Regions from separate parts of the Mus musculus genome. Here regions 1, 2, 3, 4 and 6 are each linked to region 5. Evidence: chromatin contacts called from public HiChIP or PLAC-seq and promoter capture Hi-C data. All regions are on one chromosome and are shown on one strand. The core of a region is the stretch at or near the end of the contact, and the rest is flanking DNA. Distances in the headings are between cores, read along the strand shown.

What was found. Promoter capture Hi-C pulls out the DNA fragments that hold promoters and counts their contacts. HiChIP or PLAC-seq counts read pairs in DNA pulled down with a chosen protein or histone mark.
Region 1: a promoter capture Hi-C map of liver shows a contact between it and region 5, with 4 times the contacts expected there. The contact joins the promoter of Ier5l here to the promoter of Ncs1 in region 5. A contact is called at or near these places in 1 of 39 promoter capture datasets (liver) and 1 of 484 Hi-C or Micro-C datasets (embryonic stem cells).
Region 2: a promoter capture Hi-C map of the SN4741 cell line shows a contact between it and region 5, with 3 times the contacts expected there. The contact joins the promoter of Cstad here to the promoter of Ncs1 in region 5. A contact is called at or near these places in 2 of 39 promoter capture datasets (the SN4741 cell line and liver), 1 of 484 Hi-C or Micro-C datasets (CD4 T cells) and 1 of 115 datasets of contacts at active chromatin or transcription factors (pancreatic cancer cells).
Region 3: an H3K4me3 HiChIP or PLAC-seq map of embryonic stem cells shows a contact between it and region 5, with 2.7 times the contacts expected there. The contact joins the promoter of Fam78a here to the promoter of Ncs1 in region 5. A contact is called at or near these places in 2 of 39 promoter capture datasets (hippocampal neurons and liver) and 1 of 115 datasets of contacts at active chromatin or transcription factors (embryonic stem cells).
Region 4: a promoter capture Hi-C map of liver shows a contact between it and region 5, with 2.5 times the contacts expected there. The contact joins the promoter of Aif1l here to the promoter of Ncs1 in region 5. A contact is called at or near these places in 4 of 39 promoter capture datasets (hematopoietic stem and progenitor cells, liver and neural stem cells) and 1 of 115 datasets of contacts at active chromatin or transcription factors (astrocytes).
Region 6: a FOXA1 HiChIP or PLAC-seq map of pancreatic cancer cells shows a contact between it and region 5. The contact joins the promoter of Qrfp here to the promoter of Ncs1 in region 5. A contact is called at or near these places in 11 of 39 promoter capture datasets (the 3T3-L1 cell line, 3T3-L1-derived adipocytes, the C10 cell line and 7 more) and 1 of 115 datasets of contacts at active chromatin or transcription factors (pancreatic cancer cells).

Annotation. Positions count from the first base shown.
Region 1 is chr2:30,472,446-30,476,512 of GRCm38.p6, reverse strand. It overlaps Ier5l (immediate early response 5-like), which reads left to right and starts at 2,314. Exons shown (of 1, transcript NM_030244.3): 1 at 2,314-3,882. The coding sequence starts at 2,502. The coding sequence ends at 3,722. Gm31291 (a long non-coding RNA gene) reads right to left here and starts at 2,205. Exons shown (of 7, transcript XR_003954013.1): 1 at 2,039-2,205; 2 at 1,235-1,438; 3 at 77-144.
Region 2 is chr2:30,593,734-30,597,716 of GRCm38.p6, reverse strand. It overlaps Cstad (CSA-conditional, T cell activation-dependent protein), which reads right to left and starts at 2,673. Exons shown (of 2, transcript NM_030137.2): 1 at 2,643-2,673. The coding sequence starts at 2,647.
Region 3 is chr2:32,081,500-32,085,666 of GRCm38.p6, reverse strand. It overlaps Fam78a (family with sequence similarity 78, member A), which reads left to right and starts at 1,962. Exons shown (of 2, transcript NM_175511.4): 1 at 1,962-3,083. The coding sequence starts at 2,761. Gm33126 (a long non-coding RNA gene) reads right to left here and starts at 398. Exons shown (of 3, transcript XR_374254.3): 1 at 1-398.
Region 4 is chr2:31,948,914-31,953,107 of GRCm38.p6, reverse strand. It overlaps Aif1l (allograft inflammatory factor 1-like), which reads right to left and starts at 2,805. Exons shown (of 6, transcript NM_145144.1): 1 at 2,727-2,805; 2 at 2,518-2,579. The coding sequence starts at 2,757. Lamc3 (laminin gamma 3) reads right to left here. Exons shown (of 28, transcript NM_011836.4): 28 at 4,025-4,194.
Region 5 is chr2:31,243,048-31,247,389 of GRCm38.p6, reverse strand. It overlaps Ncs1 (neuronal calcium sensor 1), which reads right to left and starts at 1,467. Exons shown (of 8, transcript NM_019681.3): 1 at 1,148-1,467. The coding sequence starts at 1,211.
Region 6 is chr2:31,808,816-31,812,770 of GRCm38.p6, reverse strand. Qrfp (pyroglutamylated RFamide peptide) reads left to right here and starts at 2,191. Exons shown (of 2, transcript NM_183424.4): 1 at 2,191-2,364; 2 at 3,853-3,955. The coding sequence starts at 3,853.

The sequences.
Region 1 (4,067 bases), core at 1,065-3,564, 770 kb after region 5:
AATCCCATCCCCAGTGCTCACACACACATAATCACACACACAAGTGAAAGGGCCTTAGAGTTAGTTCAACACTCACCTTGGTACCTGGGGGTGTGGCTCAGTGGTGGCTCAACTGCCTCAGAGCGTGAGACTTCATCATTCCCACTGAAAAGAACTTCACCTTTAGTGGTGGCTGGGGAAGGGATGGGGGAGGGGGGAATACCAAGCCCAAAAGAGGGACCTGATTTCCTAGTCCACCACCCACTTCTATTCCCACTCTGATTCCCAGGCTGGTCCTTAGAGCTATCTTCTATGTCACAGCGCTAAGAATGACTATGAATGTATGGAACCAAGAATGATATTTGCCTCCACAGGAGCTCTGGAGAACTCTGGTCCTGGGGCACTTGGAAAAAATAAATAAATAGATGGGTGGATGGATGGATGGATGGATGGGGCAGGGGCATTACATCATTCATCAGGAGCTAGGCCTGAGGAAGTGTACTCGGCCCCACTAACATATTTCCAGGCACCTACAGAACTCGGTTCAAATCCCGCCACCACCTCTTTCAAGTCTCAAGTTTCTTCACTAAATACTGGGAAAAGACAGCATCCATTGTGAGCCGCAGACTCCCCCAGTTCCAGCTCAGTCCTCCTGGCTGTAGGAGCATCCCGCTCCCTTCCTGAACCTGTAAGCTTCTGAGATATTCAGGTGGGCAGAGATACGGCTTTATACCCCCAGGATGCATGAGGTTACATCCCCAATGCCACCACGTGTGCTTGTTCTGAGGTTCCAGCCTCAGCCCCACAACGTAATCCTGGCCTTGCTGACACAGGGTGAGAAGAGCTGTTCTAACAGTTACATGTCCCCAGATGGTGCGGACGGAGCAGAGCACTGTGCCCAGAGCCTGTGGTCTTAGACAAAGCCTCTTTGGAGCTAGTGACTACGCCTCCTCATCTGAAAACCTGAGCAAACTGTCCCCCGCTTTTGACACTTGCCACCACTTACAGAAACAATTGGTGAGTGGTTTTCTTGAGACATTGGCCAAGGGGCAGAGTTGCTGAGAGGGTCCAAAGACAGAGGGTTTCAGAAGAGCCCCACTCCCCCCCCCCCATCCCCCAGTCCCACTCAAGGGCCCAGCCCTGGACTCTGCCTGGGCCAATTTTCTGACCTAAGTACTAAAAGGAACCTTAAACGCGGTGGATGAGGCTTGCGGCTGGCATCTTGGGCCCCCCACACCCACCCTTGCCCTCTTACTCTCTTTAAGCTTCTCAGTACAAGGGGACTCTCAGGCATCTTCTCTCTTTTCTGCTCTCTGTCCTCAATTGGTCAGTAGATAACTCAGAATAAGAATCTAAAAGTGGAGAAGTCCTTGGCCTGGGTACTCCTGGGGCTCAGGGTAAGGACCAAAACTTAACAGGTTGCTCCACTCAAGCGGTCTCAAGCTTGGCCTCCAAGAACCTTAAAGGGAGAAATTCAGACTTTTCTGGTAAGAGATCCAAGCTAGGCACTTAGGGCTTCTATTGTCATTGATATTAAGTCAGGAAAGAAGAGGTCTCCCAAAAGAGGAGGAAGCTTGGGGCGGGTTCATAGCCCAAACCCCCACCCCCACCCCCCACCCAGGCAGTCTCACGATCACAAAGCTTCTCTACTAGAGATCAAAAATCACTGGGATTTGAGTCAAACAGAAAGAGAGGCCCTTCCGTGACCATTCCCAGAGGCCCCTGGGCTAACACATCAGGTAATCAGGCCCCAAACCCTCTCTTCCAAGACAGCACTCTAGTTCTCAGGTGCGCCCCCCACTCAGCTTTTCTTGGAAGAAGGCTCAGCTCGCCCAGGTTGCCCCCGGCCGTGGCAGGTGGAAAAGAGGAGGCGCCGCGTGGCTCGAAGCGGGGGAACCGCGCGCACCTGCCGCAGGTGAGGCCCAACCATGCGGAAGGGGGCGGAGCCATCTCCGCTGCGCTCAGGTGAGCCGACCCCCAGCTCGCAGGAGCCACGTCCAGGAAAGCTACGAATTTCGACGTGGCTCCCAAGAGGCGACCCAAAGCTGAGAGAGACTACCTCGGAGGCTCCTAGTCCCACGAGGTGCCGCGGCCCCAGGAGAACATTCGAGGCAACGGCGGCGTTGGAGGCCCGGGGTCCGTTCGTTATTTGAATAGCACAAAGGAACCGCCTTGGTCTGATTGGCCAGTCAAGTGGTCCCGGGGAGGGCAGTGGCTGTCAGTCGGAAGGCTCTACACGCTTCTATTGGCTAATCTACAGTGGGGCGGGGCGCTGCTGCCCAGCTAAATAGTTGGGGCCGGGGCCGGCGGAGGCTCATTGCTTTGGCGCCGTCTGGGGAGCGTGAGCCTGCGGGTGGCGCGCAACGCATGGTGGCGACTTCTCTCGGAGTGTCGCCGACCCGCCGACCCGGGCTCGGTTCCCTGTGCCTGGCTCGCCCGGGCGACCAACTGGAGACACACGCAAGGAGCAGCATTCGCAGCACCAGAGGCGGCTGCTCCGCCGCCCGCGTCTCCGCGGGAGCATGGAGTGCGCCCTGGACGCCCAGAGCCTGATCAGCATCTCCCTGCGCAAGATCCACAGCTCCCGGACCCAGCGCGGCGGCATCAAGCTGCACAAGAACCTCCTGGTGTCCTACGTGCTCCGCAACGCGCGCCAGCTCTACCTGAGCGAGCGTTACGCCGAGCTCTACCGGCGCCAGCAGCAGCAGCAGCAACAGCAGCCGCCCCACCACCAGCACCAGCACCTCGCTTACGCGGCGCCCGGAATGCCGGCCAGCGCGGCCGACTTCGGCCCGCTCCAACTTGGCGGCGGCGGGGACGCGGAGGCGCGCGAGCCGGTTGCCCGGCACCAGCTGCACCAGCTCCACCAGCTTCACCAGCTGCACCTCCAGCAGCAGCTGCACCAACACCAACACCCGGCGCCCAGGGGCTGCACGGCGGCGGCGCCGGTGGCGGTGGCCGGGGCGCCCGCGGGCTGCGCGGGGGCGCTCTCGGAGCTGCCCGGGTGCGCTGCGCTCCAGCCGCCGCACGGCGCGCCCCACCGCGGGCAGCACTTGGAGCCGCTGCAGCCGGGTCCCGCGCCGCTGCCGCCGCCCGCGCCCGCCGCGCTCTGCCCGCGGGACCCTCGCGTCCCGGCCGCTTGCTCTGCGCCCTCGGTGCTTCCGGGGGCTGCCCCTTCGACCGTCGCTGCCTCCTCTCCGCCCGCCTCTACAGCCCCTTCCTCATCCACTGGCTTCTACCGGGGCGCGTACCCGGCCCCCTCGGACTTCGGCGTGCACTGCAGCAGCCAGACCACCGTGCTGGACCTGGACACTCACGTGGTGACCACGGTAGAAAACGGCTACTTGCACCAGGACTGCTGCGCCTCCGCCCACTGCCCCTGCTGTGGCCAGGGCGCTCCGGGACCCGGTCTGGCGTCCGCCGCTGGTTGCAAGCGCAAGTATTACCCTGGCCAGGAGGAAGAGGACGACGAAGAGGACGCGGGCGACCTGGGAGCCGAGCCCCCCGGGGGTACCCCATTCGCCCCCTGTAAGCGCGCCCGCTTCGAGGACTTCTGCCCGGACTCGTCCCCGGACGCGTCCAACATCTCAAACTTGATCTCCATCTTTGGCTCGGGCTTCTCGGGGCTGGTGAGCCGACAGCCGGACTCCTCGGAGCAGCCGCCGCCGCTCAACGGGCAGCTGTGCGCCAAGCAGGCGCTCGCCAGCCTCGGCGCCTGGACTCGAGCCATTGTCGCCTTCTAGGGACCCCCGAGGGCATGGGGACCCTGGGCCCCGCGGGGCTGGGGCCAGACAAAGACTCGGCCAAGGGGCGATAGGGAGCGAGCGGGTCCTGGCCACTCGGGGCTGAGCTGGGGACGAGCAGAGGCTGATGTTTTATAAATTGTAAAATAAAAAAAAAAAATCTAAAAATCTTGGACTTTATTTTTGCAGAGAAAAAGCGCCTATTTAAGTATGCTTTGTGTTTCTCTTACTCTTTTCCCCCCCTTTTTATTGTACTGATTGCAGTGGTGTTTAGCGAGGAGCCTGCCACGTGAGGCAGGGCTGCTGCCCGGAGGAGGTGCCCGGCCGCCGGGGGCGAGGCTGGGT
Region 2 (3,983 bases), core at 1,424-3,923, 650 kb after region 5:
CAATGGACATGTAAAGAGGCCTATGTCACACCGCATTCAGCCACTGATGGCACAGCTGCCCTAGTTTGCACGTGTGCCCCTGTGAGGTTCCTCAATGACACACCTAAGGCCTTACTTATGATGGTCACACCCTTTCCCTGTCCCCGGGCACTGTGATATCAGCTTGTGAACCAGGCAGACAGCAAGACTCCTTCCAGGAGTGAATCCAACTTCCATCAACCTGTCTGCATGCCGAAAAGGAAGGAGCCAGGGCGGCCACCAAGAGGTGCAGAGAGGCTCCAAGGTTGCTCCGTGACCTCCAGCTCTCAGTTTCCAGCCATCACCCACCCCAGAGTCAGAGACCCCTCAGAGACCAGTCACAGCAAGAGCTCGTGTGAGTGACCCTGGCCTGTAACCACACAGCAAGGCCATACACACCGCCAACATTTCTGTACATGGGAATCACAGTGACAAAGATAGAAATTAAATCGGGTCACACACAAAATGGCAGGCTGAGGAGAGGGCTCTGTTGGTGAAGGTTTTGCTGTGTAATCATGAAGTCCTGAGTTTGAATCCCAGGCACCCACATGAGAGCCAGGAGCAGCAACGCCTGTCAGTGACTTTAGTCTCTGAGCTAGTCAGTGAGCCTCAGTGAGAGCCCTTGCCTGAAAAGACAAGGTGGAGGATGACTGGGGCAGATACCTCTGTGTAAAGGCATGTGCACATGTGCCCTTGAACACATATGTGTATACACACACACACACACGCACACGCACACCGCACATGCACACGCACATGCAAAGGTCAGCTTCCACCCAATTTCCAGGTAAGCAAGGAAATAGTTGGGGTGAGAAGGCTCCGGAAGGGGAGTGGGGAAGAAACCAGTCAAATGGACAAGGGAAGGGTGGTCTCAAGCAGCTATGTCACACAGCTCTCCGAAGCTGGGTTCTTCAGACGGACAAGTCTATGGCTGCCTCCTGGAAAGTGAGCTACCCTTCTTGACTCTTTGTTGGCCAGCAGGGCTGGGGCTGGGGCAGAGGACTGACAAGAAGTGGTGGTCAATAACCCAGGGGTGAGAATGGGCTCTGGGGCTGGTGACATCGGCTCAGGATGACCTTCCAAGCCAAAGCAGAGGCTGGCACTGGGTGCCACAGATGCCCCACAGGAAGCTGCCACCTGTCACCCTGTTGGGGTCTTCATTAGGATAAGAAAGAAACAGAACTGTGGGGTGGGAGGTAGTTACAGGACTGTCAGAGCTTATGACACTGGAAGTCACGGAGAAGCTGTTCAACCAAGACCCCCCTGGCTCACTGGGCTTGGAAGGTCTCAGGTTAGCTATTCCAGCACCTTCTCTATCTCTCAGACTCCCTTCCATCTTCATCCCACGGCCTGGGAGAGGAGGCCTGGGTGGCTCCGGTCTGAGCACTCTCAAGCCTTGCTCAGTTCCTTGCCTCAGTTTCCCCATCATAGATTGCCAATAACAACAACACTTGCTAGGGGTGTTGTAGGGACTGCAGAGATCTTTGTGGGGTGATCACAGTCAGGAGCCAGTTCCAGTGTGAGCTACTCCTTCCTCCCCCCGCCCCGCCCCCCAGGCACTTTGCATCTTCCCAGCCCAAGGGTGGCATCTCCTGGGTGTTGTATAAGAAGCCCCAGCCCCACAGGGCTGAGGATGGCTGGCTGCCTATCAGATGAGACATCTGCGTGTTTCAGGCCTATAGCTGCCCGAGATCCCTGCCTCTGTCTGGCTTCTTAAACCACAGAGCAAGGAATTTGATATTTCCTTGTAAGGGCTATGGGCTTTTGTGGTTCCTGTCCTCCTTGGGCATACAGTCTGATTGTGAGTCAGGAACCCAGAGGCTGCAGCAGGAGGGCTGGGGCAGGAGATACTTTCCAGAGAAGATGCTCAGAGGAGGGGCAGGGGAGACAGAGGGTAGCAGAAACTGCTGGAGGCACCCAGGAGCTCACTGTGGGTCAGGGCAGACCCTTACATGAGCTCACTCATGGGGAGACCTTGGGTTGGATAATCAAGGGGAACCACTGCTTGCAAAATCCCTGTCACCTGTGAAGACATAGAACAGGTTCTACCATCACCACCCCCATTTTACATATGAAGAAACTGAGGTTCAGGGAGGACAGCAGCACCCCTCTAGTCCTGCAGCTTTGGTCTATCTCTAGAGAAACCTAGGACCAGCCTGCGTGAGGCCTGTCCAGATCTGGAAGGAAGGGACTAGGGACCAGGGGTAGGAGTTGGGATGGAGGAGCTGAAGGGGTGGGCAGCAAAACCAAAGCCAAATCCTATTAGTACTAGGCAGAGAGATGGAGGAATGTGGGTGAGGACAGGGTCAGTCGAGGAGAGGCCTGGAACCCCTAGAGCACCGGATAGTTCCCCCTCCCTCCCAGGTGCGACCCCTCAACTTCCCGGAAGACACCACCCCCAGCTGGGCGGAGAGAAGGCCCACCGCCCCCGAGCCGCCCAATCAGAGGCACTCCCAGTCTGATGGCGGAGGCGCGGGCTGAGGGTTCCCCGGGCCTTCGGGGGAGCCCGGGGACCTGACCCCGACTCGGTGCCCCCGGCCCCCGCCCCCAGCCTCATTAGCACCGACGCCGGTTGTCTCCCCTAGCTTTCCGGTGGCTCCAGAATTTAAAGGTTAAATCCTAACCTCATCTCAGCAGTTTCTCCGGGCTTTGCCTACCCAGCGCCAGTTGCTGGTAATTATATGCATCTCCGAGCAGCCAATCAGCTGTCAGACTGACAGATACTGATCTTTTCGTTTTATTTTTAGCTCTGTGCTTCCCCCTCTAGTTGCAAAAAAAAATTCTGTTTGTTCTGAAAGCCGCTGCCTGCAGCCCTGCAGCCTGCTCTCATCTCTCCTCCAGCCAGGCGCGAGCAGGCAGCCACTGAGGATGAAGCCTCCATCCCTTCTCCAAAGCAAGGACAAAACGGCCTCTGTCCCCAGCTAAGGGCCGGCCAGGACGAAGCCCCGCTGCTGCACAGGGCCGAGGCGTCCTCGGATGCACAGCCACGGGAGAGAAGATGGCTTTGGCCTGGAGAGGTTGCGGCATGGAATGGAGACAAATCCTGTCGGTGGCGCCCGGAGGCCAGGAGAGGGGCAAAGACAAACAAATAGCGGGGCAGAGCTTCACTGAGAGTGGAGGGGCTTACACAAGCCAGTGACCCCAGAAAAGCAATCACCTCACAAAATGAACAGAAAGGGGCCTAGAAGCTGCCCCAGCTCAGTTTTGCATGGGTAGGCCATGCTAGGCACACTGGACCCTTCTAAGTCACCTGCCATGGGAAAGGCCAGCGATATGCACCCCTGGAGTCCTTTTATGGATCGTTCTAAAAGGCTGTATGGGTCTTCCAGGAGGCCCCTGGTCATACAGTAGATTTTGGAGAGGTCTGATAGACTCTACGGTTTATAGAATTTCCCCTTGTGCCTCAACACTCTGCCCCGAACTCATGCTTGGCCGTAGATAAAGAGAAGCCGGCCAGCCAGGACAGGGCCAGGATCCCATCATGACTTCTCTCTGGAGGTAGAATCCAGTTTAGGACACTGGCCACAGAGGCCTGGATTTAAGCCCAGGTCATGTTTCTCAGCTCTGGGTCCCTAAACAACCACAAGCTCTCAAAGCCACAATGTTCCCATCCATGAAGTGGGTCTCAGGCATGCCTGCACCTCTGGGAGTGACTTGAGGGTAGTAAATGGTCACTCCTGGCTCCAGCACCCCGGGCCTAGCGCCCTAAGAGTATCACCAGGTCCTCTGTTTGGTAGATGGGGAAACTGAGGTTCATCTGACTCTTATTTGGCAGATCTGGGACTAGAACCCTCCCCTCCCTTTTTGGCTTCCTATTCTCTGACACCACAGATGGTGTGCTGAGAAGGCTGAGGAAAAGCGAGGAGAAGGGAATTAGGAGACCCAGCGAGATGGCGGGAGGCAGGAACACCCGGATCAATTACTTGCGCTATAAATTCTGCTGTTTTGCAAAGTGAGCACACAAC
Region 3 (4,167 bases), core at 713-3,212, 840 kb before region 5:
GACAGCAGCCACCTTGACTGGCCATTTCCTGTGTGGCTTCCTCACAGACCCTCCCAAAGTTTCAGAGATGCCCCCTCCATCTTTGGCCCTCCCAGGCGGTCAGTGGACTCCAGCTTTGGGACTAACTGCAGGTATCCACCTGTGCCTACTGCAAACAGCCCTGAAAGTCAGAGTTAAGGGGCCGTGGTGGGGCACACCCTTAGTGTGACTGGCAGGTTTTCTGATGTCACAAACTATCCTTTATCTAGAAGCTAATGGCTTGGTAGGGGTGGAGCTAAGGGCCTGAGGCTACTTAGATTCTGGCTCTCTACTCCTTTTGACCCCCAGATGGTCTCAGCAGGGATACCTGCTAGATTGGGGTGGTGGGCAGGCCTTTTCAGTCTTCCTCTCTGGGTATTTTTTTCCTCTGTGAGACATACATAAGAACTTTCTGACTCAATGTCTGATGAATGTAAATTTCTTACATACTTGGGACCAACTAGCTGACAACCCTCTCACCATGCTGAAGATACAAACATGATCAATACAGGGTTGGGGTTTGGGGGTTGGGAGACACCAACTTTTCCCACCCTCCAAACCTTCCCAAGTCTTGGAGCTTCCCAAAACTTCCATGCTTTCCACCCAACCACCAACTCCGGCAGCTAGGATCCCCAGGGCAGTGCCCCAAGTCTCCTGAACTGGAAAGCTGCTGGCATCCAGAAGTCAAAGGGCAATAGGAACACCCCCAACCCCAGGACCCGAGAAAGACAGAACTACACTACCCAGAATTCCTAGGGTTAGAAAAAAAGGAAATGTCGTTTATGCAAGAAGAGGCTCAACTCCCCCAGCAGCTGCAGAGAGGTGGGAAAGAAGAGAGAGAGAGAGAGAGAGAGAGAGAGAGGGGGGGGAGAGTGTGCTGAGTGCCAGAGCTAGGGAGGAGAGCCGGGCGGGCTGGAGGAGGAGGCGGTGCCTACCCGCCTGCACGCTACCGCCTGCGGACCTGCATCCCACGGGGCGCACGGGCGAGCGCAGGTCCTGCGTGCGCCGGTGCGCGTTGTCGCGCGGCTGCGGACGAACACAGGGGCCAGACAGGCGCAGGGACCGAGTTTCTGCAAAGTTTGACCTGGTTGCCTTTCCGATGCTGCAGCAGAGCGAGGCGGCGCGGGGCGCGCCAGGCGGCTGCGGCGCGGCGGCGGGGCAGAGCGGTGACAGCACGCTCATAATGATCATAAAATAAGGAGGCGCTCGGGGTGGGGGCGAGAGAGCCCCGAGCCTCAGCCCTCCGCCCCCGGCCATCCCCACAGCAGCCCGGAGCCAGGAGGGGCTTGGGGATCCGAGGCGCCCACGCCATCCCCGGACCCTAGTAGATAAGAGCCAGGGGACACTGCCCAGGGGAGGGGGCGCCCCGAAAACGTGCGGGCAGAGAGGTTAGGGAAGACCGGAGGGCGGTGACCCAGGCACCTGGAGCGGCCCTAGGGGCAGGTGAGTTCGTGACGCCCCCTGGGTGGGAACCTGACTGCCAAAGTTCCTCGGCGGAGGCGCGCGCTCGGGACGCGCTGGGCTCAGCTAAGGCTCAAGCTTGGTTAGGGGAAACCGAGGCACGCGGTGGGGCGGGGGGGGGGGGCAACACGCCTTCTTGGTGTCCAGCCACCTCTGCCGGCAAAGGGCAGAATGCCTTAAAAGACCGGCCTGGGCTTGGCACTGAGGCCCCGGGGATCGAGACACTGGAGCGAGAAGGGGCGTTTCACGCTGGTGGCGTGGTACTGATGCGCAGTACCCGAGCCGGGAGGTCCTAGTGACCCACTGCGGTGGCAGTCTGAACGACCCCTCACCCCTCCCTCGAGCTAAACCGGTGTCAGCGGAGATGTCACGGGAGGCGATTATTCGCTGGTGCGCGCAGTCGTGCGGCCGCCACTGACGGGGCGGGCGGAGGGGGGCGCCACCTCCGGGGAGACCGCCCAGAGCTGCGCCGTCAGCTCCACAGCCCGTGCCCGGCGCACAGGCATCGCCGCGCCCTCGAGTCCCCCGCAGTAAAGTTCGGCTCAACTTTGCCGCCCTGTGCCTTCCACCTCTCTGCAGGTCCTCGGCGGCCGAGGCGAAGCAGGCGGCGGCGGATATCCGAGTGCAGTCCCGGAGCCCTGCGCGGCAGTCAGCGGCTACAGCGACAGTGGCAGAGGAACGCGCGAGTGGGCGCCGGAGGGGACCTGGCGAGCACCTAACCCGGAGCGCACCTCTCGGAAGGGCGGGTGGATACGGGCCTCACAGGACGTCGGACCTCTGCCGCTTGAATCGGAGCTCACGCTGCAATTGATTGGGCCCCGCCGGGCGGGCGCGTGTGTTCCAGGGAGCCGGTGCGGAAGGCAGAAGGGCAGGAAGTCGGCGTTCTGCAGCGAGGGTGGCGCGACCGCGCGGGGACCGAGCCTTCCTTATTTATGTGCCTGGCAGAGCCCGTCTGCTTCCTGCGAAGACTTCAGGGAGAGTGTCCGAGCTGCCATCCCCAAGTGTGAGGACGCAGCGCTGGATGTCAGAAAAACATGCTTCTCCATTAAACTCCAAACTTTTCTTTTTTTAAACCCAAAGAATATCGGTGGCTTTTGCCCACTGCTAGAAGAGGGAGCCCAGGGCTCTTGAGATGCAACAGAACCCATATTTATAACAGGACCCGGCAGTGCTATGCAAACCTCCTCTACTCCTTAAGTTCTCTAGCCTATGGATCTCGATTTTGAGTTTTGAGATTAGATTGAGCGCTCTGCACTGGGTCCTGCAACCTCCATCCTTTCAATGCCCTGTTATTTTTGGGACTGCTGGCCTTCCCTGGAGATTAGAGCGGTCCTGTGTGCCATGGGCTGTATTCAGAGCATCGGAGGCAAAGCCAGAGTCTTCCGGGAAGGGATTACCGTGATTGATGTGAAAGCCTCCATCGACCCCATCCCCACCAGCATCGACGAGTCCTCCAGCGTGGTATTGCGCTATCGGACACCCCACTTCCGGGCCTCAGCCCAAGTGGTCATGCCGCCCATTCCCAAGAAGGAGACCTGGATCGTTGGTTGGATTCAGGCGTGCAGCCATATGGAGTTTTACAACCAGTACGGGGAGCAGGGCATGTGAGTACTCCTGGGGACAGGCTGGGGGCCTTGAAGGCTCGGGGAGGCTGGAGCAGGGCTGCAGGGGTCTTTAGGCAGGGGTGGAACTGTCTCCAAGCCTTCTTGGGTCAGGCAACTCTGGGGAGCCTTTATGTTGATTAGGGTCCTAGCTCAGCTAGACCTGCCCTGCCATTATCCCTGGTGCCCAGGGTTGTTCTGTCCTCCCTGGCAAGATGCTGAGAGAACAAGAACCTGTGCCCCTTTGGTAAAGCAAGTGTCAGGGCCATCTGGGGTCACCAGAGAAGTCATCACTCTGCCCCCCAGGCTCAGGCCTCCATGAACCCATTAGCTGATGGGAGTGGTTGGAAGCCTCAAAACAGCTTCCAGACTTCTTTGCACAGGACTTTGCCGTGGGGTCTGAACTTGTCTGAGTTGTGTGTGGAGGCTCAGATGCACAGAAGAGCTTCGGAGGCCAGCTTTACCATTGTCAGTGGTGGTGGGCCGTGGCAGTGTGTGTTTGAAAGGGACTTCAGAAACCCAGTTTGCTCTGCAGTGTGCAGCTTTGCTCCCACTGGAGGTCAAGGGTCAGCATCCAGTGTCCCTCCGGTGGGGCCCTGACTAGGAGCGGCTAGAGGGACACATTGGTTTCATCTCTGTGGTTTGGTCTCTTAGAATGAGATAGATCTACATGGGACCCTGGAGCCCTTGGGTCTTGTTCTGCATGCTCTCTGGCCCCAAAGAAGGCCATTCCTCCCTGTGGAAGGCAAGCTCGTGGGGACTGTGGTGAAAGCAGCTGCTGAGACCCAGTGGTTGGTGGGGGTGTGGGGACACCACACACACACACACAGTCCCTGGCTTGACCCCTGTGGTGGCTCACCGACACTGTCTCTCGAAGTCTTTGGTGTCCACTCTACGTGGCCTCGCTTCTCAGCTTTAAGAGAGAGGTCTCTGGAGAGTTGGCGCTTATGTTTGGAGAAGTCCACAGGGCTAAGGGTAGCTAGTCACGTCAGCAAATGTGCCTTCTCCGTTTAGCGACTCTTAAGCTCTGCAGGAAACAGGAAGATGGGATAAGGCTTAAAACTAGGTTGTCACCCCAATGGCCTAA
Region 4 (4,194 bases), core at 1,556-4,055, 700 kb before region 5:
CTTTGTCTCTCTTATGATAGCAATGGCTAAGATTAAGCGACCTTGCTGCTCACAAACAGCCTCCTCACAGGAGAGGGAAAGCCCCAAGGAGAATTGGAGTATTGGTCCAGAAAGTCTTCCCAGAGCTGGGCCAGACAGCAGCCGGTGGTTTCCATGCTCATGGGCACAACAGGTGGCTGGTCACAAAACCCCCATGCAGTGAGTCACAAAGTCATGTCCTGTATGGTTTCCTGCCTCTATGGGGACAGCAGGCACTGCTCAGCCCAGCCTAGCCCATCACCCTAGAATTCACACACCAGGTAGGGCAGAGAAGGTGTACTCCGATGGAAGACAATTGGATCTGTCATTACAGCCATGGCCATGGGTCAACCAGGCTGGGACCTTCAAGTGGAGCCACTCTGAGTCTACCGTCCTCCAAAGGGGCATGCCCAGCTGGTATGTCCCTGGCACACCTCCACGCCTACTCCCTATACCTGAAACCCTCACACAAACAAATGACGATGCTCATGACAGCCGCCAACTCTGTGCGTTTCACACACAGCGTCTGGCTTTTAAAAAAAAATCACTACTATTATCTCTTGCTGGCAAAGGAGGCTCAGAGGGGTGAAGGAAGCAGGTCGATGGAACTCACAGAGCCAGTGCTTGGCTGCCTGCCTCCTGGCTCTAATGCCAGTGTAGTCACCATGGCCTGCTGTGATGCGGGAGCAGCTGCATGGTCCAGCTTACTCCCCTAGGGACCTACGCTCTGGATTATACTCCGGCCCAATGGCAGCTCAAGCTCACGTGGAAGATCTCAAAACAGCATCCACAGCACAGAAAAGAGCAAGCTGCAGCAGTGGCTCCCGTGTGGCCTTGGCTCAGCTGCTTGCCCTCTCTGGGTGTTTGAAGACCTGCAGTGGTTAGATCACAGCTCCCCCTAGCCCACTTTCTGCAGCATCAGTACTGCCACGCCCCTTTTTGAGCCACCTGTTCCAACAGCTCTCATCCCAAGCCTTCACCTGCGTACGTCCCCAAGAACAGAAAGCCCCAAATCTCCACTCTTCTGACTCTTCTACTAAGGTCATCTAATTAATGTCCATATCCAGCTGTCTCTGGCTTAGGGTCCCATTGGCTGTGGGTGGAGCCAGCTAGCTCAGAACCTTCCTAACAAAATGGCCCCGGGGGCTGTATGAGGTCAGGGTCCCAGGTTCCTGTCCAGAAAGCAAAAGCAGCCAAGGCTGGGGTAGCACTGAGGCGTCTTGGAGAAGTCCATCAGGCCTGGGATCTGAGCCCAGCTATATGCACACGGGTCCCCCAAGACCATGCTCTATGACAAGCCCCAAGGGAAAAGGGAAGGGTCCTAGTAAGAGGCCCCAGAGCCCTACAGGGACTCCTGGAGCTGGTGGACGGGAAGAGACACCTATCTGGGTCTAGACAGTCCATGGAAATAAAGGAATTAGGTCGAAACACTTCAACAGGACCACAGCCCTGGCATCTCCAACGACCTCCAGTTACCTCTAGTGTGCTAACCCTACCAGCTAGCTCCTCGACAGGGGCCTGGAGTTTGTCACTCTGGGTGTCCAGGGACCAAAGGGGCAAATAAGAAGAAATGCCTCCCCTTATATCAATTGGCATACCTCAGCCCCAATGTACTAATAACTCTAGGGTAGAGTGTCTAGCATGGAGAAAATCTTAAGTTCAGTCTCCACTGTAGAGGAAAAGAGAGAGAGAGAAAGAGAGAGAGAGAGAGAGAGAGAGAGAGAGAGAGAGAGAGAGAGAGAGAGAAACTAACTTCGCGGGCTGTCTCCCTAGCGCTGGACCCCAGAAGATGTAGGCTCCTTACTTTCCTGAGCCCACAAAGTGACCCTGCAGGAAGCGAGAAGCTCTTACTGAGACACCAGTCACATCTGAACACAGATCCTGGGAACCCTAAAGCCTCAGGCTGTGCCACCTCTGTGCTTTGCCAATCCAGGAGGCCCTGACACCGTTTCTTATCTCCTGGGATCTACACGCTCAGTAGCAAACGTACGGAGCTGCTATTGTGTCTCTGGCAGCAGCGGAAGGATTTCTTTCTAGAACTTCCCCAGGACCAGGACCAGCATAGAAGAAAAAAACAGTCCCTTGGGCAACTTTTCTAAAAGCTGGTGCAAAGAGCTGTGTGTTAGAGTTGGAGGTGGGAGGCAACAAGGAAATGCCAGCATTAGCCAGCTCCTAGTGTTAAGTTCTGCGGGTCTATGGAGACAGCACTGGCCCTGGGGTCTCTCCTGGCGCCAAACCCCTTAGGTGGTCCCCAGCCGGCTCCCTCACCCGCCCCACCTCCCTGGTCGAGAGTTACAACTTGCAACTGGAGACGCCAGGCAGAGAACTAAGGGGTGGAATGGACTTACCTGGAGTTGGAGGCCACACAGCAGGGGCCAGGGATGCAATTGCAGAAGGCCAGGGGTAGGGGAGGAAGGGGCTGATTTTGTCTGGGGGGAAGGGGTGGCACAGTGCGGCACATGGGACCCACACGCTGTCCCACACAGTGACGCGGCTTACCCGATTGATCTCCTCGAGCCTCTTCTCCTGCCGGGCTTTGAGCAAACCGAACGCCTTCCCTCCTGCGGGAGACAAAGAGTCGGCGGGGAAGCTAGGGTACCAACCGGGCCACGCGCCCCCTCCGAGTTCCCGCGCGCGCCGCACAGCGCACACAGGTGGCGACCCAGGGACGTCCGGCGCGGGATAGCGCGGGGACAGCAGGCGCCTACCTTGGAACCTGTTGCTGAGTGCGACCGACATGGTATGAGCCCGACTCCGGACAAGGCCAGGGACAACAGGGAGGAAAAGTCGTCTGGTCCAGACCTTCGGCAGCGTGTGGCGACGGGACCCAGGGGCGGAGGGACCTCGCGGCCGGACACACCCCGCCCCTCCGGCGGCCCGCCTCCTGCCCCCCTCCCCGCTGCCGCGCGCACCCGGGGCATCAAAGCCCGCTGTTTAGCCGGACGCTTAGCCCGCCGCCGCCCCTCTGCTGGAGGACGCGGAAAATGCAAGATGGGAACGCCCTCTTTCCCCATCACCAGAAGAGACAATATCACATCTCACTAAGAACTTTGCAGAGCTGGTTGTGAAGATCAAGTGCCAATAGAGGCTGTCACCTCACTGTCACCTTTGCCCGGCAGTGCCACGATAACACCGATATTTTAGATAAATACGTGTGTTGGTGCAAATACGGTGTACCTGACACTTGGTCTTTGTGTGTCATTTCCCCTAACTACAAAGTAGTACCGGTATGCCTACTAGATAGAAAAGTCTGGAAGCTGAAGCTGGGACACGAGTCCTCTAGGGTGGTAAAGAAGCAGCCTGTGACTTGAGGAGAAGCCAGGGTGGGCATGCAAGAACTAGGAACTTGTAAAGAAAGAGATCATGAATTCCAGTGTCCAACCTGAACAGACTAGAGACCCTTTCTAGAGACAGGGTCTCCCTCCATTGTTACATTGTGGACACAGGCACAGATCAGGATTGCCCTAACCATGGGATCCAGGAATCCCTGTTCCCCTGACTTATTTCAAGTCTACACTCCTTAGATTGGGATCCTGGGACCAGCTGACTGTGGGGACGGGTAGCCAAGCTCACACAGGGGAGTCCAGTGGTCCAGATAGAATGCTATGGGGCTAATGGGAGGAAAGATGCTTGCGAGGCAGGGCTCCTGCTCTTAGGTTCCTCCCACTATGCATTCATTCATTCATCTGAAGCTGGGCACTTGACACAAGCTCCCTAAGCAGCAGAATAGGAGAAACAGGAGCAGGGACTGCACTGTAGAAGGTAGGCCCACAAGGGCTTGGGAGTTCAAAGCCTGCATGGTCGTGTTCCCTCTGAAAGCTCGGGCAGGAACTGGACTCAGAACAGGGCCCTATTGCTCTGGTCACAGGCTGCCCATGGTCCCAGCTAGCTGGGTTAGCTGTTGTTGTGTGACCAACTTTTCCTGAGGAGATACAACACACACGTTTACTCACCCCAGTTTAGGAACCCACGAGAGATCCAATTACAGATATCACCCAAGTCCAGCTTGGTGACCCAGTAAGCTTTATTAGGGTTATTTACAAGAATATGGGTGAAGAGTTAACTTACAGAAACAGAAATGACTCACAGACAGCTGTGTTGCCAAAGTCCACCCCCTAGCATGGATGACAGCTCACAAAACTGGGAACCTGGAGCCCGCCGCATGGTCTACAGACA
Region 5 (4,342 bases), core at 218-2,717:
CACCAATAGCCTACCTGCTAATGGCTGTGAGCCACACCTTCGAGGGTCCAGTTAACCTCACAAACAGCAACAAGCTAGAAAAAGCTACCCACCCAATCTGGAAAGAGAGAGTAGGCAGCCTGGGCTGGGAAGGATAGTTCTCCTGGATGTGACCTCCAAGGTGTCCAACTCCTCAGGACAGGGGCCAGGAGAGCCCAGGCAGTAAAGCCCCCTTTGTTCTAAGTCTGGGAGAGTGAGGAGCATGGGGCTAAGGCACTAGGTTGACCAAGACCTGCAAACGTGCTCAGAAGACCGATACCGGGGGTGGGGGTGGGGGTGAGAGCAGAGACCATGCACTGCACCAGAGCCTCCATCTACACCGAGCTGTCAGTTAACTGCCTGTCTTTCCGGGTGATGCAGAGCGCTCAGCCAAAGCTTCCCAGGACCCACTTCCAGGGCCACCCCTGGAGAGGCTGCGAGGAGGGGGGACACCTGGTGTGGAGGCACTAAAGATGCAGAGGCAGATCTGTGAAGTTGGGCAAGTGGAGAGCCACGCCTGGGACTGATCTAGTGGACCGTGGAGTGGGACAGACCTTCCTTCGCTCGTCAGCTCGGGCCATGTAAACCCATTTCCTGGTGCGGTAGAGACAGGAGAAGGGAAGGGGGGATGGAGAATACAGCCCAACCGTGCGACATCTAAGAGGGCGCCCAGGACCCTTGGCCCTCTACCGTCACTACCTGAGCGTTCTACCAGTCTCGCCAGCCCTCTTCCTCCCAACACAGTCACACTTGCCAGGGAGGGGGCGACAGGCCAACCTCGCAAGAGGCAGGAGCCGCAGCAGCATCATTAAGCATGAATCACCCACCCACCCTGCTCCAAGCAGGAGAGCCACACAACGCCCGGGCGCCCCCTCCTGGGACCACTGCCCCCCGCCCCGGCACAGCCCGGGTCCTTCGGACAGGAGGGGAGCAGCGGGTGGGCTGCGGATGCCCTGAGGACCCAGAGTGGTCCCTGGAGCACGCTGACAGGCGACACCCAGCCATGGCCGGGGGCGGGGGCGCGGATAGAACAATGGGCCAGGTGCGGGGCAGGGGCGCGGCCGGGAAGGGCGGAGGGAAGGTCGCGGCTCGATGGGGAATCGGGGATCTGGGATCGGGGCTCACTCACAGTAGGTTTTTCTGGTCAGCTCCTCCACAACTTCAGGCTTCAACTTGCTGTTGGATTTCCCCATGCTCGGCGGCCGCGGCCCCCGCTCCCCGGGCCGGACCCGCTCGGGGCGCCCAGCGGGAGCGGTTGGGTCGGGCCGGGGTGCGCGGAGGCCGGCAGGCCGGGCTGGGCCGGGCCGGGGCCGCGCCTTTGTCTGGCCGTGCCCGCGCGTCCCGTGCGCGGGGCTCCGGCGTGCTGCGCGACCGCGGCTGACGGTTCAAGGGGCCTCGGGGACCCGGCGAGGGCCAGGCCTTGGCGGTGCAAGCGGCCACGGCGAGGAGTTGCGCGGGGCTGAGAGCCGCAGCCGCCGGGGCTCGGTTGCCGCGGTCGTCCCTGGTTACTGGGCTGCGTAGCACATGCTCGCTACTGCTGCGCCGCCGCCGCCCCTACGCTCCCCGCCTCCCGCCCGCACCGGCGCGCCAGGGGTGGACTCGGAGCCGCCACTCATCGCCCGGCGCCACCTCCCGCCCAGCTCCGACAGGCGCGAGCTCCGCGTTGAGGCACCCCCTCTCCTGTTGGCTCTCCGGGGACGCTGGGAGGTCGCCGCACCGCCCCCTCCGCCGATCCATTCCCCCCTCTCCGCAGCGGCGTGGGCAGGGAGGGCCCGGAAAATCGGACGTGAACGAGGCCAAATCCCTGCCCGGCGCAATTCATTCATTCCACTTAGATGTGTTGGGCGCTGGGGACCTGGCGGCCAAGAGGACAGACGCGATCCCAGACCTCTCCAGGAGCATCCTGATGTGCTGGCTGGCATGGGTTTCGGTGGGAACACTTTTGCCTGGCCTTGAGGGAAGTGACTTCAGATTGAGAGAGGAATGGGGTATCAACCTGGAAGGGGTCTGGCCTGGGAGGGAGAGCAGCCTCTACACCCGGGGCTCCAGGCAAGGCTGGGAATGATCTGAGGCCAGGCAGAAGGGCCAGAGCTTCTGGAGACCAGCCTGGCAAGCCGCTTTCCCCAAAGACCTGGCCTCTGTCCCCGGTGCCCAGGAGTACTTGCAGTTCAAACCTTCTCTGTTGTGGGGCTTGCTTGAAGTGGCCAGAGGGAGCAGAGCCTGTTGGTGGGGCTCCATGCCTGGAAGCCTGCAGCTGGGGAAGGACTCCAGGAAAAGGATGGCCTGCTCTCCCCTCCTCCCAAAATGTCATCGTAATTGAGACCTCTCCTGACTTTCTGCCCAACTCTGTCTCCTTAACAGCTCAGGAAAACTTGGACCTCTTAGTCCATTGGCGCTTGCTTCTTCCAAAGAATGAGCCTCAGGGGGAGGGGAGCAGAAATATGTCTTGCTCTCAGAAGGCCCTGAGGGCCAGTGGCAACTTCTGTGAGCCAGTCTTAGTAGCAGAGGCCAGGGAGCCAGCCCAGCTAAACAGGGAAGTGGGTGGGGAGGCAGTAGGATCCCTGGTTCACAACTGGCTTAGACAACATTAGGAGGAAGAGTTCTCAGGGAAAGGCATGAAAATAGATCGGGTAGGGGAGGAATGACCCATGCCAGGAACCAGAGCCCTGGAAAGACCATGGCAAGATGAAGCCATTCCCTCCTGAGCCAGCAGGGATGCAATCACGGACAGAATTTCTTTTTTTCCCTCTCAGAGGGTGTAAAACCCTGCCTGGGGCGATGGTACCTTTCAACCCCACCTCTTGCATGTCTCCAGCCTTCAGATGGTCTCGGTTCCTTCCCTTACATGAGCCCAGGCCAGACCCAGGTCCCAGCTTGTTGGTGTGAAGAGCCCGTTCGATACAGGAAGTGAGCAGACATGGATCCTGGAAGCTGGCGCTGTGCCACAGCTAAAGGAATTCTCGCTAGAGGTTGGAGCAGGGTGTCCCAGCTTTGAGGATCGATTCAAAATGTACACGAAGGAAAAGCCACAGAAAGAGGTTCAGAGCTGGCCAGCCTCACCTGAACATCCTGCTCAGACAGAAACCTTGGACCATGGGTTAACAGTTGAAGCCTTAGAGAGCTGTGAGCCAGGCCTGTCATCTCTTGGGAGATGGAGGTAGGAGGATCAGGAACTCAGTGGCAACCATGGCTGCCATATAATGAGTTCAAGGACAGTTCTATGCTCTACAGGAACCCAGGGGTTGTTCCATGTGTTGGGTGCTAGACTGAAGACTGAAGACACTGCAGTGAGCAACATGAGAAATGGTCGTGTCTCAAGCCTGCCCAACAACAACCACTGGTCACCAACACCATGACAAGAACCAGGACTCTGGGGGATACAGGAGTCAGGGAAGTGCCTGGTTCCTCACAGTCACGGACACCACTGATACCGGGTTAGTATTTGCTAGGCACCCACTGATGCCAGGCCCCTGGGGATGTTGAAAAAAATCCTTGCCTCAATAGAACTCACAATTTAGCGACCAGGGAACAATAGAAATCATGAACAATTCACGAAACAGACACTATGTTACGTAACCAAGGAGAAATGGCTCAAGCAAGGTTAGGCAAGGGATGCCAGGTACAGGCCAGGATCTGTGAGGCCCCTGGGAGGGAATCTGATCAATGACCTGAAGCAGGGAGAAGGGCATTGAGGACCAAGTGAGGCTCTGTGTAGAGCCAGGGAGCACAGCTGCGACAAAAGCAGTCTCAGAGGGTGGGTGAGGAAAGGCAAGAGGGTGACTGGGGGAATTATAATCCAATGGGGTCTATTCTGGCTCATGGCTGTGGAGGTTCAAGGTCCAAAGACTCCACTTGGTAGAGCCTTGGGCAAAAAGACAGGGACAAAGGGAGAGAGAGCACTCCCTCTGCCCCTTCGCATAAAAGCCACCAAATTTGCCAGGCATTGTGGTACACACCAGTGATTCGAGCATCTGCCCAGCTGAAGTGAAGGGCTGAAGCTTGGGGGGGGGGCGGGGTCAGGGGGGCGGTGAGCTGAGATCAAACCGATGGGAGCTGGGGAGCGATTCAGTGAGGAAAACAGCTACCTCACACGTGTGTGCAGGCAGGAATTCAGATTCCTGCACCCCTGTGAGTGTGAGGTGGGCATGGCAGCCTGCCTGTACTTCTAGCCCTTGGCAAGATGGCTAGCTGGCTAGGCATGCGTATACACACCCCACACATACATGTTGGGGGCTGGAAGCCAGGCATGGTGGTGGACACGTCTCATTCCAGGGCTGGGGAAGGCAGAGACAGGCTTAGCCTAGTTGGAGCCCATGTCCCAGTG
Region 6 (3,955 bases), core at 942-3,441, 560 kb before region 5:
ACAGGACACCAGTTCTCAGACTCTTTCCCAAGATTCTCAGTGTCCTGTCCTCTAGGCAGCTCACTCTGGGTCATGGGGCTGGAGGGATGGGGGTGGGGTGCAGGGGAGGCACAGGTAGAGATGCTGGGGACAGGACTCCAGAGCCAGGCCCTCAGAAATCCAAGGTGATTGTGTCTGTTTCTGTCGGAGCACTCTCGCCTGTGTGGGGGCCTTGTCCAGCTAGCCTGCTCCCTGACACTGCTAAGCCCTGGCCATGATGATTCCCTCAGCTGAACTGCTCTGTCTGTGGCTTCAAGAGCCAGCTGGATGGGTCTCACCGACCCAATCTCACAGAACTCTCTAGAACTATCAAGGGGCTTGAGGACGAGCCATCTACAGGGTGTAGGACTGAGGGAAGAAATCTCCCTGGGGTTCTGTGAGGAGACTGGGGAGACCCCAGTGGTGGTGAACATTTATGAGAAGGGTGTGTTCTTCATGACTTGAGGAGTGTTGTGACATCATCAATTTCAGAGGTTCGGGGCTGATGGAGATCATAGCCATATGGTGTTCCAAGCTGGGTCCTATTCTGGGGGGGGGGGGGGATCATTCAGATGAAACCAGGAACCTGCAAGGGCACAGCCCAGACTGGCTGTCATGAATATACCCTTTCTCACCCAGTCTCAGCCCTCCCTCACACCATGAGAAACACAGATGGGTCCAGAAGCCAGGCTGCAAGGAAGCCTGGACAGGCTGCATGGAGCCCTGTGCCCTCAGGACTGCAACTCAGAGAGCCTTGGAACCTCCTGGAAAGCTACCCCCCACCCCAATTCCTCCTGTAACACTGCTTCCTTCTTTGCTCAGCCTCTAACCTTGACAAGGCCCATCCTGCTCGATGACATCAGAAACACCCTCAACTCCAGACTCCACGCTGGCCTGGACAGCAGCTGCTGGCAAGGTCCCCCATCATGGCGGACAGTAGCTGAAGACACTGGGGCTCAAGGATCAGAGGGACAGATGCAGGCAGGAACCCAGGAGTGTGCCTGAAAAGCGCTTTGGGAGTCTGCCCAGCCCTCAGAGCCAAGTGTTTGATTAAAGCAAATGTCTGAGCTGGCCTCCCAGCCCCATAGTCACAGCACGGCAGGTGGGAGCCCAGTGTGAACTGAGGAACTGAGTGGGCCACAGGGGAAGGGTCCCACCCTACCATGCAGTTGCTGAATCCAGGGTGTGTGGGTGGGGCATTGTCATTAGTCACCGGAAGAACTGCACTGAGTAGTGGCCCTGGAATGGGCAGTGACCACACCTTGGCCAGAGCACCCGTGGTCAGCATCCAGAGGGAGTCTGGTAAAAGGAGGAGGCTATGGAGATGAGGTATCTACAGCCCCTGCAGACACACACTCACTGCGGTGGTGCCGGCCGGTAAGAACAGCACCCAGCCGTGGACTCAGCGGAAGAGAAGTCATGGTGTGTGGTTAGGGGTGGTGGTGACAGACAACCCTGTCCTTCCTGAGGGTGCCAGTGTGGGAGGAAGGCCTCATTACCTGCCCTACACCTTTGCCAAGTCTACACCTAGCTAACTCGATGCCTTATCTCCCAGCCACCTTGACAGCCACTGGGGAGGTAGGTATGATCATACTCCGCCATTTAGAAGGGCAGGCCCTGTGGCTTTATGTCTGGATGGGCAGCCAACTCTGGAAAGTATGACCAGCCATGAGGCCGCATGGTGAGAGAGACAGAACATACCACTGTTGTCACAGACTGAGTGTGTTGCTGGAGCTGTCGCCCGAGAGGGACCTGCTTAGCCATGAGTTCTAAACCTTGAACCCCTCAGAACCAAGAATTCCTGCCCAGTTTCATGTCTCCCGAGGCTCCTAAGGAGGGGTATATCATATACCAGAACACCTCATCTGCCTACAGAAGGGACTGGGTGTCCATGACCCTCCAAGCCCTCTCAGCAGTGAGGATGCTGCCTCTGTAAGCCCACCGTCTCTGGAGGGAGACCAAGGCAGGGCCACCATCAGGGTTCTCAAGAGTGGGCCTCCATGTCTCCACCGGGAACCTCCAGTGTCTGAGCCCGCGGTTGACCCGTGATGATGCTCTCTGTGCTGCAAGGGTGGCGCCCGCCACTCTTCATCAGACCACATCCTGTTTGCGTTGTCTCTTTGTCCTTTGGCCCACGGTGCCCCTTCCTTCACCACCAGCAGCCCCAAAGGAATCCTGGGGCTAGGAATGCATAGCAATCAGGCAGGCTGGGGCTCGCCTCTCCAGGGAGCTTTATAAAGCGGGGGAACCCCAGAGCCATGCCTGCTGGACCGGGACCTGAGCAGCTCTGCCTGACAACTGGGGTCCAGGGACTCACCTGCCCTTCTTAGAGCAGCCCTCAGCACAGTGAGTACAGCAAGGGACGGGAGGCCAGGCTCTCCAGGTGAGCTGGGTGCAGGCGGGTACAGCCAGCACCACGAGCCACACACCAGGAAGGGCGGGTGTGTGGGAGACCCGCAGCTTCATCCTCAGCTCAAGTTCCACCAGAGCCAGCCGGCCCTAGATGCCAGCCAGGAAGTATTAATCTCTGGGGATAAAGACCATTCCTGGTCCTCCCCTTCTATGGGGAGAAGGGAATGAGACTTGTCTGTCCCATGTGGGGGGCCCTGCCCTCTCCACCCGTGCCTGAGGAAGCCCCTTTAGCAGCAGCAGACTGGAGGCTACTCCAGGCCCTGGGGACTAGGGGGCTTAGCAAGCTGGATTTGGGTAGAAAGCAGGGCTGCTTTTGTTGTTGTTTTTGAAGCTTTCTGGCTGCGCTCACTTCTTTGAAATGTTTTCAAGGGAGCTGTTTCTGGAAAGAAGTCGTCCCCCCTGTCCCCCCCCCTCCCCCCTCCGTCCCCCGCCACTTCCAGCTTCAGGGGCTTCCTCAGAGGATGAGCCAGCTCGGCTCAGCTCACCCATGGTCACTGCAAACACAAGCATCCTCTGTGAGGGAAGGGAACAGTTCCCACCAAGGGATGTGGGGGGGGGGACCTCGAGACAATGAGACAGGTATGGGGGCACAGAGTAATGAGGCTACCTTGAATTCAGCTCTCTTTCTTATAAAGCTGTAGGACCTAGGGCAAACCCTGAGGCTCTCTGTGCCTGAGGTCCTAGGGGGGGTGGCCCCGGGGTTGGTGGGCTGGATGGCTATCATCAGGAAGCAATCATTTCCCTAGAGACTGGCACAGGGAGAAACCACACTGACATTAGAGCCCAGAGCTGTGTGGTGGGGCAGCGTTTGCTGTAGACAGACTTACTGTACAGAGAAACCCATTCACCAGAGCCTGTCCTGCCCAGTGGGAGCTCAGTGGGTGCTGGCTGTCCCCAGCCTTGCCTCTAGCTCCTCCCCAGGTAGGAGTTTGACTTACACAAGGGCCACCAGGCCCATTTCCCCCTCCCAAGAGCAACTTGTTCCTGAATTAGGGAGACAGTGGGGTTTCCCAGCAGAGCTGCTAGACCTATTCATTATCAAGTTGAAAACACGGCAGCTTCTCACTCTGCCTACGGCCCAAGAGTCAATAATTATAATAGAAAATTGAACCCAAATGCACACAGCCCCGAGGGCCACCCGGGTACCTCTGCAAGCCAGCTGGCAGCTCTGGTATTCCAGTACTGAGCCACCAAGGCAGGCAGCTCCCCGGCTACAGGTGAATAGGAATCAGACTAATTGGTCCAGCTGGCTCCCGCGGTGGCTACGACAGCCTGGTGTCCTGGGTGCTAGGGAACCAGGCTAAGCACAGTCAGCAGCTATCCCTCCAAGGGCTGCCCAGACCTTGGGAAGCCTGGGGCCAGGGATTGCATGTGGCCAAATGCTGGCCACTACCCCCTCCTCTCTCTCCCTCCTCTGCTCAGATGAGGGGCTTCCGGCCTTTGCTTTCCCTACTTCTCCCTCTGAGTGCCTGCTTTCCCCTGCTGGACAGAAGGGGACCCACAGACATCGGTGACATCGGAGCCA